2 separate regions of the Zea mays genome follow, and region 1 is linked to region 2. Evidence: chromatin contacts called from public Hi-C data. All regions are on one chromosome and are shown on one strand. The core of a region is the stretch at or near the end of the contact, and the rest is flanking DNA. Distances in the headings are between cores, read along the strand shown.

What was found. A called contact is a pair of places that touch in the nucleus more often than the background predicts.
Region 1: a Hi-C map of leaf shows a contact between it and region 2, with 2.4 times the contacts expected there. The contact joins the promoter of LOC100217254 here to the promoter of LOC103639339 in region 2. A contact is called at or near these places in 5 of 25 Hi-C or Micro-C datasets (bundle sheath, ear, endosperm and 2 more).

Annotation. Positions count from the first base shown.
Region 1 is chr9:147,847,588-147,853,501 of Zm-B73-REFERENCE-NAM-5.0, reverse strand. It overlaps LOC100217254, which reads right to left and starts at 3,732. Exons shown (of 24, transcript NM_001362447.1): 1 at 3,577-3,732; 2 at 2,539-2,657; 3 at 2,031-2,110; 4 at 1,443-1,577. The coding sequence starts at 2,066.
Region 2 is chr9:147,589,280-147,595,431 of Zm-B73-REFERENCE-NAM-5.0, reverse strand. LOC103639339 (ERAD-associated E3 ubiquitin-protein ligase component HRD3) reads left to right here and starts at 2,086. Exons shown (of 7, transcript XM_008662101.3): 1 at 2,086-2,750; 2 at 4,711-5,202. The coding sequence starts at 2,169.

The DNA of each region.
Region 1 (5,914 bases), core at 2,483-4,982, 260 kb before region 2:
CCACCTTTGGGCACTATAAAAGGGTTTGGAGATCTTGGGCTCCACCAAAATGTTGTTTTTCATTTGGTTGGTGGCCCAAAATAGATGTTGGACAGCTGATCGCTTGGCAAAAAGGTGATTGAATCACCCTATCAGATGTCCTTTATGTGACCAGCAAGGGGAAACTCTGAACCACTTGCTTGTGAATTGTGTCTTCTCAAGAATTTTTTGGTATAACCTGCTCAGAAAGTTCGGGCTGCATAGTTTAGCCCCACAGCCAGATGCAGTTTCTTTTATGGATTAGTGGGAAATGGTATCAAAGACAGCAAATGGTCTGGTCAGGGAAGGTCTTGACTCCCTCATCATTTTAGGATCGTGGATGATTTGGAAGCATCGTAATAGAGTCATTTTTTATGGAGGGTCTCCCAACCTTCCTCTGATTATGGAGCATGCAGATGAGGAAAGAAGAGGCTGGGAAATTGCTGGAGCAAAAGGGCTCTCTTTCTTGGCTGCCCCCTGAATTGGGTGCTGTAGGGAGTGTGTGTGGGTGGGTGTTTTTATGGATCCTTTCATGTACGAGTGTTACTGGCCTCCATAGGGAGTGCGTTGTTGTTTTTTGGGTCTCTTAGACCCTTGTCTCTCTCTTCTTAATATATATCTAAAACGCAGTCCTCCTGCGTTTTTTCGAAGAAAAAAAAGCAGAGGAGAGGGATTTGTGGGTGCTGACTGAGGCCAACAATTTGTATCTCCTAACGGCCCCTATCCCAGGGTTGTAGGTGTTCTGTTGTCAGCTCGCTAGCTTTGGACTGTTTTTTATATTTTCGTTTTTGGCCACAGTAAGGTGCCTTGTTTTGTACCTGTCTCGGTCCATTTTGGAACTTTTATCTTCTTAATATAATGATTCGCAGCTCTCCTGCGCGTTCAAGAAAAAAAATATGTGTTTTTAATATCATGTTAGTTTCTGCTGATAAAAAATGTGTGTATATTAAGTAAAATTATACTTATATAGAAGAGGTCCTGATCTTTGAGTCCACCCCAAGTCTCTAAAATGTCAGCTCTGACCCTAGGCTAGGGAGTGTGAACTTGTTATTTCAGTTCCGTTCCAGCTGCGTCAACCCAGAATGCTCTGGAACTCGTTCCTCCTTCCAGTATTATCATTCTGCATTATCGTTCCAAAATGTCATGGTTCAAATTCCACTGGACGAAAAAACAATATGACGAGGTATACCCCCTTCGTGCCATGGTTCTAAAAATAATGTTCCACGTTCTGTGTTCCTGTTCCTAGATCCAGACGTTCCACGATCATGGCTTCTTAGATCCACATCAAGAGCGCATGAGGTATCTTCTAGTAACAGAACATTGAAAGGCCATTGGGAGAATGCCCTATGCATCTTTGTTTTTATGCACAACCAAGCATAGCTTCGTGAAAACACATTTTTTAACTGCAAGAGAATCCAACGGACCTGACAGCTTGGACAAGTTGTCGGTGAATTTTCACCAGCATCAGATTTATTAGTGATCTGAAAGTTAGAGTCTCCCGACCCACATCGGCAGACCTTGAGTTGACCGACATTCTCAGGGGGCTGTGATGATGATACCTGTCAAGAACATGAAACAAAGCAGGTTAAATTAATACTCAGAAAAATGCAACAATCCAAAGATGCAATACCTCTTGGAACTTCAGTTTAATTAAAAAGAAGAAAAGCGCATCCTTTTACATGAACAATTATGTGTATATACTGTTAGCAAAAACAATCTCAAGAGCAAATCAGAGAGAACAATGGTACCATTCCAGCAGAACAATTGACTATATGAATAAAATAACAGCCACTTTACCCATTGATCAACCAAACTGAGCTCTATCAACTTGCTTGGTATTGGAACATTACATTAATCCAGTAACATCTAAGTGAGACTCAGAATCAACTGAACTTCACTAACATTACATGGTAAAGTCCAATAAAAACTACTCATAAATTCACAAACAGGATCAGGACATGGAAAATATAGGTGAATTAAGAATGTAAGTGAAACATATGCCCCCTCCTTACTTGCTGGTAAGAAGTCCTGAATTCCGGAGCTGACATTTTCTGCTCTAGGTTGCTGACTTATCAATACCTCAGGATGATTTCTGTCCCACCAATAAGTACAGTGTTAATAACTATCATTTCATTAGATTTATTCTGTGCAGGAATAATAGAAAAGAAAGAAACTACCAGGTTCCAACAGGAAATCATGTTTCAGTGGTTTCCTGTTGGAACCTGGTAATATGGATGGGTTCTTTTAAATCTGATCTAGCTTTACAAATTCTTCAAGTAATCCTCCTCATGCAAAAAACTCCAATCCTCATGTTCACGATGAGAATTTTTTAAACAAAACTTTGGCTAAGCCATGATCATGCAGTGACTGAAAATGTGTGCATGAACTACCAGTTAGCCCAATTGCGGACCTACCAATCCTATGAATTTGTAGTACCATACAAATTATAGCTAAGCAAGAGCAACTCTGATGTGATCTTCTGAATTCCAATCTAATTTTTCACAGGAATAGGGAGGTTACCAGAAGACACTGAAGCATAAAGCTTATTTTAGTTCTTCATGGGTCAGCTTCGGATTCACTGGGTTGAATTGAGCATCCGCCATAAGTGTCAGCTTAAGTTTTTAATCCATTATTTGAACCTGGAGTACCATATAGCACAACATAGTCACAAAGAGAGCGAAATTAATAAAACTATGGAAATTCTTGTGGTCTTGTTCAATGTAACAGTATATACTTTTTAAAGAACAAAAACTATACTAGAAATGATAGGCTGATAGGAGTTGGAGTCCCAACATCATGAAGCCTGCAAATAATTGAACTTGGTTTCGGTAGTAGTTTGGGTGCTAAAACATTAACTTTGTAAATGATTCTTAACACAGAAGTAACTGCATAATTGTGTATATTCCCTCTTTCTTAAAAAAAATAAAACCGCATAACTTTGAAGCAGCGTTCCACTTATAAGCTTTGCTACGTCTCGCCTCTGACTACGATTCAGCCAAAATATTGTGCTTCTGAGAAGAGAGTTCAAGCTGCACGGCATCAAAGCACCTTTCTTAAATGACCCAACCTCTACTTAACAATCTTCAATAGGTTGGGAACACGATATCACCAATAAATTTTGCACAAAAATATAGACGAGTGAACAAGTTTACACTGCACATGACACGAACCCAGAATTGTTTTGAAAATCTTGTCGTTTCTGACAGCTAACAAAATCTCCTGGATCAAAAGCCACACCCGCAACGATCTGCATGAACTGGCACCCTACATCAATTGATCTAATGCCTCAATGAAACACGCAATGGGACACCCCCCCCCCCCCCCCCCCTCCCGCATTCAACAGCAACACGGCGGAGAAGGGTCCTCCGATGCACAAGTGGGTGTCACCCAAAACGAATGCAGCCTTCACAGCATCCTGAAGCCAGACGAGCGCCCGGCAACCACATTGCCTCATTTGCGCCTCGATCCCAAGTTCCCAACCTACCAAGGATTCCTCACACCACCCTGCGCAAGCGTAACGCGCACCGAGCGAAGAGCGGAGGCGGCAATGCGGCTCACCTGCTGGCACGGGGGCCCGGAATCTCACGTCGGCGCGCGCGGAACCAAACCTGCCACCTCCTCTTTCTCTCTTCTGTTCGCGCGCGCCCCTCTCGATCCCCTCCTTCCGTCTCCTCCTCCCCCGCCGCCGCTCCGGTCTCCCCGTTCTATTTTCTCTCGCCGCTGAGGCTCGTCCGCTCGTCCCTCACGCCCGCACTTTCTCCGGGAAATTCCGTGGCCCCGACGATCCCAGGGAAATACGTAGCCTAACCACCCGCCTCACTGCATCCTGGGACCGCGGCCTCCGGGCCCGACGTGTCAGAGAAACGGTCCGATTCACGTGGCGTTCTCCACGTTCGTTGCGCCACGAGCTAGAGCGGGCGCGCGGACCGGGTCAAGCGACTGGGTCCGTAGGATCTCGATGCTAGGCACGTGGCGGCAGATCAGGGGCTCTCACCCGGGGTGACATTTCTGTGCGGTCGGAGTGGGAAGCACGTAGAATGCCGTGGGGGATGGGCATGCAACCATGTACTACTTGCGTGACCCCACCTATTCTTGGTCTTGAGTTCTAATGCCACACTTTTCCCACCCGCTAGCTAATATGGCATTGTACATTTAAATATTTGATGTGACAGATACTAAATTTTAGTATGGTGAAACCAAATACCCTCGTATACACTATAGTACTAGGAGTATCCTATTACCTTTAGGTAGTGTTTGGTTGAAGAGCCAAGTAGAACGGAGCCGTTCTGTCCCAGATTTGTTGTTGTTTGGTTATAAAGTAACTAGAATGGAGTGGCTCCAATTAGGAAATATTCTCCTCAAATCCGGAACCATCAAACTCCAAAAAATCAATGGGACGGAGCCGCTCCGTTCCCAGCCCGCTCGCACAGCTCGCCCTCTCATCCGTGCGCAGCAGCTCGCGCGCCTCTCTCTGCAACCAAACAAAAAACAGAGCCACTCTGTTCCAGTTCACTCTGCAACCAAACAAAAAACAGAGTCACTCCGTTCCAGCTTACCAAACACAGAACAGAGCGGCTCCATTCCTAAAATCAGGAATAGAGCGACTCCGTTCTATTTGGCTCCTCAACCAAACACTACCTTAGTTAAAAGACGTTCCGGTTTCAGTCTCTCCCCGCGTTTCACGCGCTCTCGGCCGCGCGCGAGCCAACTCGTGGCCGCACACCACGGACCCGAAATTTTACTTCAAATCAACCAAATTGCAGCGTTGCGTCCGGTCTTCCTTTCCCAGCTCGGTCGACGCGTTCGCCACGGCTGCGCAGGCCTCCTCCTCCGCGGTCGGCTCCGCCTCCGATCCCCTCCCTTCTTCCACGATGCGAGCACACCCGCTCATCCTCTTCGTACCTGCGCCACCACCTCATCCTCTTCCTCGCCGCGCCGACACCCACCGCGCTCTCTCCCTCCCCGTGCAAGCGCCGCTACCCTGTTGTCGCGCCCGCACCTCCTTCCCCATCCGCACCCGCCGCGGCTCCTCCGGAGACGCTCCGGTTTCAGTCTCTCCCCGCGTTTCACGCGCTCTCGGCCGCGCGCGAGCCAACGCGTGGCCGCACACCACGGACCAGAAATTTTACTTCAAATCAACCAAATTGCAGTGTTGCGTCCGGTCTTCCTTTCCCAGCTCGGTCGACGCGTTCGCAACGGCTGCGCAGGCCTCCTCCTCCACGGTCGGCTCCGCCTCCGATCCCCTCCCTTCTTCCACGATGCGAGCACACCCGCTCATCCTCTTCGTACCTGCGCCACCACCTCATCCTCTTCCTCGCCGCGCCGACACCCACCGCGCTCTCTCCCTCCCCGTGCAGGCGCCGTTACCTGTTGCCGCGCCCGCACCTCCTTCCCCATCCGCGCCTGCCGCGGCTCCTCCGGCAGCTCCGCCACGCGCCCAACCGCAACCTGTCCGCACGTCCACCGCTGCCTGGTAGTATCTGTCAAATCAGCCACTTGTCCTCTTTTTCTTCAAATCAAGTCTGTTTCCCGTTCCTTTCTACCCTCTCCCTCGTCTCCGGGGGGGTGGCGGTGGCCTCACCTCCCTCTCCCCGTCGCCCTGATGGCTCCCTCCGCAGCTCTCGCTCCGGTAGCCTTCCGCTCCGCCTTCTCGACGCCGCTCGCGTCGGAACCTACCCGTAAGTCCCAAACCTCTGACTTTTACGACCCATCTCGGTCGGCCTCGCCGATCATCCTCCTGCTCCTTTGCCTCTGATGAGACGCCGAGCACCGCCGCCGCAGCAGCAAGCGCCGCCACCACCTCCATCGGCACCACTCGCTGCCCCCCACGTACGACGTGTGGATCTCCGAGCGCACCTTCGTCGACGAGCGTCGCTGCCGCGTGCTCCAGCACCTC
Region 2 (6,152 bases), core at 837-3,336:
ATCCCGCCGCCGGCGGGCGGGCTGTCGGCCGCCATTGTCGTTGTCGCGCGGCGGTGGAAGGAGTATCATGTCGTAGCTGCCGTCGAAGGAAATGAACTCAAGACTCCCGAAACGGAGCACCGTCCCGGGTTGGAGAGGTTGCTGGAGACTGCCCATCTGGAGCTTGACGGGAAGCTGTTCGTCAACACGCAGCAGGCCCCTACCTGGCGCGCCAACTGTCGGCGTTTCGAGACCGGGGGTCCCTAAGCCGACGAGTGAATGTCGCTGCGTGCCCCAGCCCAGATGGGTCGAGCGCGTGGGCGAGCGCGAAGGGGGGAAGCGAGGTGGCCGGAGATGGGCGTGAGAGAGGTGGAAATCCCGCGGCCTTCGTGTTCGTCCCGCGCCCAGGTCGGGTGCGCTTGCAGTAGGGGGTTACAAGCGTCCACGCGGGTGAGGGAAGCGAGCGGCCCCAAGAGAGCGCCTGTCCTGTCCTCGTCCCCGCGCGGCCAACCTTCTCTAAGAGGGCACTGGTCCTTCCTTTTATAGTCGTAAGGAGTGGATCCAGGTGTACAACGGGGGTGTAGCAGAGTGCTACGTGTCTAGCGGGGGAGAGCTAGCGCCCTAAGTACATGCCGATGTGGCAGCCGGAGAGATCTTGGCACCCAGCTGGTGTGATGTCGTGGCCGTCGGAGGAGCAACGGAGCCTGGCGGAGGGACAGCTGTCGGAGCGGTTGAGTCCTTGCTGACGTCCTCCTGCTTCCGTAAGAGAGCTGAGAGTCGCCGTCGTCCAGAGCTCGCGGGGCGCCATCATTGCCTATCTGGCGGAGCTAGCCAGATGGGACATCGGTCTTGTTCTCTGCGGCCCGAGTCAGCTCGGGGTAGGGTGATGATGGCGCTTCCTGTTGACGTGGCTGGCTTGCGCCCTAGGTTGGGCGACGTGGAGGCTCCTCCGAAGCCGAGGTCGAGTCTGTCTTCCGTGGCCGAGGCCGAGTCCGAGCCCCTGGGTCGGGCGAGGCGGAGGTCGTTCGGCGGAGGCCAGGGCGGAGTCCGAGCCCTGGGGTCGGGCGAAGCGGAGTTTGTCGTCTTCCGGGACTTAGCCCGAGTCCGAGCCCTGGGTCGGGCGGAGCGGAGTTCGCCGTCTTCCGGGGCTTAGCCCGAGTCCGAGCCCTGGGTCGGGCGGAGCGGAGTTCGCCGTCTTCCGGGACTTAGCCCGAGTCCGAGCCCTGGGTCGGGCGGAGCGGAGCTTCCTATGGCGCCTCTGGCAGGGCCTGACTGCCTGTCAGTCTTACTCTGTCAAGTGGCACTGCAGCCGGAGTGGCGCAGGCGGCGCTGTCCTTTTGTCAGGCCGGTCAGTGGAGCGGCGAAGTGACGGCGGTCACTTCGGCTCTGCCGGGGGGCGTGCGTCAGGATAAAGGTGTCAGGCCACCTTTGCGTTAAATGCTCCTGCAATTCGGTCGGTCGATGCGGCGATCTAGTCAGGGTTGCTTCTTAACGGCGATCTAGTCAGGGTTGCTTCTTAACGAAGGCAGGGCCTCGGGCGAGCCGGAGATGTGTCCGCCGTTGAAGGGGGGCCTCGGGCGAGACGGAAATCCTTCGGAGTCGGCTGCCCTTGTCCGAGGCTAGGCTCGGGCGAGGCGTGATCGAGTCGCTCGAATGGACTGATCCCTGACTTAATCGCACCCATCAGGCCTTTGCAGCTTTATGCTGATGGGGGTTACCAGCTGAGAATTAGGCGTCTTGAGGGTACCCCTAATTATGGTCTCCGACAAATATAAAAAAAACTCCAACGGGGGTGGATCTCGAGTTGTCTTAGACTGCCTACAGCGCCGCACGCTACCGCGCGCTCCCCTTGCATGGGGCTACAGCCGCACGCTAGAGCCCGCAGCGCCGCATGCTACCGCACACCCCACGCCGCGGTACTCCTCTCTCTCCCCCCAGCTGCAGCGCACGCTCTCCCCTACCACTGTTCCTGTGGGCCCGTCTTCAATTAATAGTAGAAGAAAAATTGATAGTAGATGAAAAGTAGGTATAGAAAATGATATTTTATATTGTAGTGGGGTATAGGGGGAGTATTTAGGGGAAACCACTACGGGAGATGAAAAAGTAGGGGATACACTATTGATGATGTGACTCAGAAAAATGATATAGGTGGAGAAATTTAGAGGGAATCGCTGCGGATAGCGTTAGGCATGCCTTCCCCGATGGCTCGCATCTTCCACCGCCATCTCCTCCTCGCCGTCGTCACCTTAGCCGTGGCCGCTTCTCTCCTTCGCCCAGCTGCCGCAGTGCGCCCATTTGTTTTGGTTCTCTCCGGTGAGGACTTCCTCAAGGATCCGGCCGCGCACCCGTCCCTTCCCTCTGCCGACTCCGACGACGACGATGGGTGGGACGACTTCGCCGACGATTCACCGGCCGCCGACCCGCTACTCTCTCCGTCCTCCTGGGCCCCCCTCCTCGACCCAACCATCTCTCTCCCCTCTGGCGATGAGACGGACTCGCCGGCCGACGCGCTCTTCGTCGCGGGCACCCGCGCGATGCTATCCGCAGCGTCTGATGGAGACGACGCGGCGTTCACCACGGCTGCCGCGCAGATCGAGGCCTCGGCAGAGGCGGGGCACCCGGGCGCGCAGTCTGCGCTCGCGTTCCTTACCGGCGCCGGGATGACGCGTCCGGCATCCCGGTCGCTCGCGTTCCTGCTGCACAAGTTCGCCGCCGACGCAGGAGATCTCCAGTCAAAGATGGCCCTCGCGTACTCCTACTTCCGCCAGGAGGTGTGGTGGTCAATACCGTTTACTCTAAGGTCTAGTTTGGGTACTCTAGTATTTAAGTGGTTTGGAGGGATTGAAGAGTGTATAAATCCCAACAGATCAAAAACTCACACAATACATCTTAATCCACTTCAATCCCTCTCACTACTAGAGTACCCAAACTAGGCCTAATTGGGGGTTGAATGCTTGAGTTCGTTGGCGCGCTTGCAAATTGAGGAGGTTTTCGGTTCAGATGTTAGCTTTCGTTCTTGGGGTAGATTAAATTGCGAAAGGTTAGTTCCCTGGGGTGAGCACGCATCAGAATTGCAAGTTGTTTCAGTTAATCAATTGGTAGTCCACTTGCTGAAATTGTGTGTAGGCTTTGATATTATTTGCTGGTAGAAATTGCAAGGCCTGTGTCTTGTAATTTATAGTATGGTTCTTATTTTTACCACAACATTTTTTAAAAAAAATTATGCACAAACATTACACAATATAGAATCAAATTCTCTCTTCATCATTGTAGGGTTATATGTAATGTTAGGTCTACAAATTTTTCACTAGAACTGATGCTTTCCATGACACAAAGCCATCTTACAAGTTGGAGCTAATTTAAGATGCAGCAATCGAATTGACAAAATTTATCAGTACTAACCATGATGATTTTTTTCTTGAATACCAGTGAGCATCCTGCTTTAACCATGTTTACTTTTTTTTATCTTGCATCCAGAGTTCCAGACATTGGATGTCGGATGCACTGTTCTCTTATAAATTGTTGTGTTTCTTTTGATGAAACAGAATGAGGGTTTATATTTTACCTTAAAATATTCAGTTTAGCTCATTGCCCTAATTTTAATTCCTTTTGGCTGCTTGTATGTATTGCACAATCCTGTGGTTGTCGCAGTAAGCTTTACTTCATATAAAAAATGTAGGGGTTGCTTAATCTGATTTACTATAATTTCTTAGCAATCCTCTGGATTTATCATTTTGGCTTGGTTCTACCCTTGTTAATTCCCATATAATTATATATGCTATATATATAGGTGTACATTCGGGCCGCCCGGCCCGGCCCAAGCCCGAAAAGGCCCGTATTGTTTGAATTTTGGGCCGGCCCGACCCGTTTGAATTTCGGGCCGTGCCGGGCCGGCCCATGGGCCTAGCCCTCGGCCCACGGCCCGGCCCGTAATTGCTTAAACGTGCTGGGCTCATTTCGGACGGCCCGAAATTATAAAAGCCCGAAATTCACATTAGGGCCCGAAATTCAATTTTTTTGCCCGAAATTCAGTTTTTGGCCCGAAATTCACATCAGGGCCCGAAATGCACATTAGAGCCCGAAATTCAAAACAAATTTAATAAAACAAATAAATTTTACCAAAAGCAAACTTAATATTTGTATTAAGTTACTAGAGCTATGCAATGACTAACTCGTTTACAAATCATTTTGTTAGAAAGAAAAAGAGTATAATCAACTCTAAATAAAGTTCGTAAGTTCAGTTTATTACCTAATGTTCATAACAAAAAATAAAATTACATCACATACTCTAATTCAAAGCTACAAAAAACATATAACTAACATTATCTATAACTTTGTGTTCTTTATCAAGTACATGAAAGTGTGGAATTAAGTGTGATTTTAATAAATATATGAGCCTTTTCGTGCCTCTATATGGGCCATTTCGTGCCTGCCTTAAACGGGCCGTGCTCGTGCCCGCCCATGGGCCGTGACCTCGGCCCAAACCTGGCCCGATATATCGGGCCGTGCTGGCCCGGCACTAAAATATTTCGTGTCGTGCCGTGCCTGGGCCGTGCTTTTTTTTTCCGTGCTTCGGGCCGGCCCATCAGGCCCGGCCCAAATGTACACCTATAGCTATATACTAGTTATTTCTAACCTAATTATTGTCATGTAGCTTGTTCTATCTCCAGTTCATTCTATTAGTGTTTAAATTGGGCTCACCCTGTCAAATCCTGTCAATTTAATCTTCAGATGTATGAAGAAGCTGTTATACTATACGCTGAACTTGCAGAAGCTGCCCTAACAAGCTCCTTGATATCAAAGGAGCCACCAGTGATTGAACCAATCCGTCTTCACAGTGGGACTGAAGAAAATAAAGAGGCCTTGAGGAAGTCCCGAGGTGAGGACGATGAAGATTTCCAAATCACAGAGTATCAGGCACAGCGAGGCAACGCTGCCAACATGTACAAATTAGGGCTTCTGTATTACTATGGACTACGTGGGCTCCGCCGTGATTATGGAAAAGCATTTCATTGGTTTTCTAAGGCTGTTGAGAAAGGCGAGACACGGGCATTGGAGCTTCTGGGTGAGATCTATGCTAGAGGTGCTGGAGTGGAAAGGAACTATACTGAAGCGTACAAGTGGTTGGCACTTGCTGCCAAGCAGCAACATTACTCAGCTTACAATGGATTGGGTTATCTATATGTTAAAGGCTATGGGGTGGAGAAGAAAAACTTGACAAAAGTAAGTATGCTGCATAAGAACTTCCGATACAAGTGCATGTGTATAGCGGACCGTAATAGCTGAACATTGGAAAGCTTAAAAAAGCTGTTGGAACTAAATGTCCTATTTACACTTCGCTTTAGCCTCTACTGTTAGGGCAGACCCAATGTTGGAAGCTTCAATATGAGTGGGGTCTGGAGAAAGGATAAACCGAGGCAAGTCTTACCCCGCAATTGCGGGGAGGCTGCTTCGAACCTGTGACCTGATGACTCACTGAGACAACTCTCACCACAGTACCAGACCTGCCCTTCTCTACTGTACCTTCTTAATGGTCATTAAAATTTGTAGGTGATTAACTTTATCTGTACTTCATTTTGGTAAATATACTGCTATTTGTAACTTATCTGTAGAGATGTACTTAAATGAGTGACCTGTTAATAACAATGGAACCCTTCGTTCCACAAGAGTACCATTGATCTTGTTGACATGATTATTCATATTAACATCAAAAAGCATAATAGTTATGGAGCAACTTGAGTGGTATTATTTATTTTTCATGTTTAGTGTATGGTATCCAGCTTCCATCATTTTATCCTAGTAGTTTAAGGATGAAGCATGTATTGTTAAAGAAATATCATGTCTCTGGATTCTCTTGGTAGCTGATTATGTTTACGGGTCATATTTATAATGTCTTGGAGTTGGGTTGCCCCCTGTTTTAGGTCTCTGGTGACACGTTCTCGTGAGAAACCTTTCAGTTATTCACTCTTAGCTGTTGAATAATTGCTAACATCTGTGAATCCATTCAATACACAAGTATATTTTCACAGGTAATCATAGTGTTACCTTTATCTGTTGGTGTCCTACCAGCACTACTTGTATACCATTCTGCCATGAGATCGACCAAATTTGATGCCAACCCGACAAGCAAACACCAATTACATGGGACATGTGGTCTATTGAATCTATGGCAT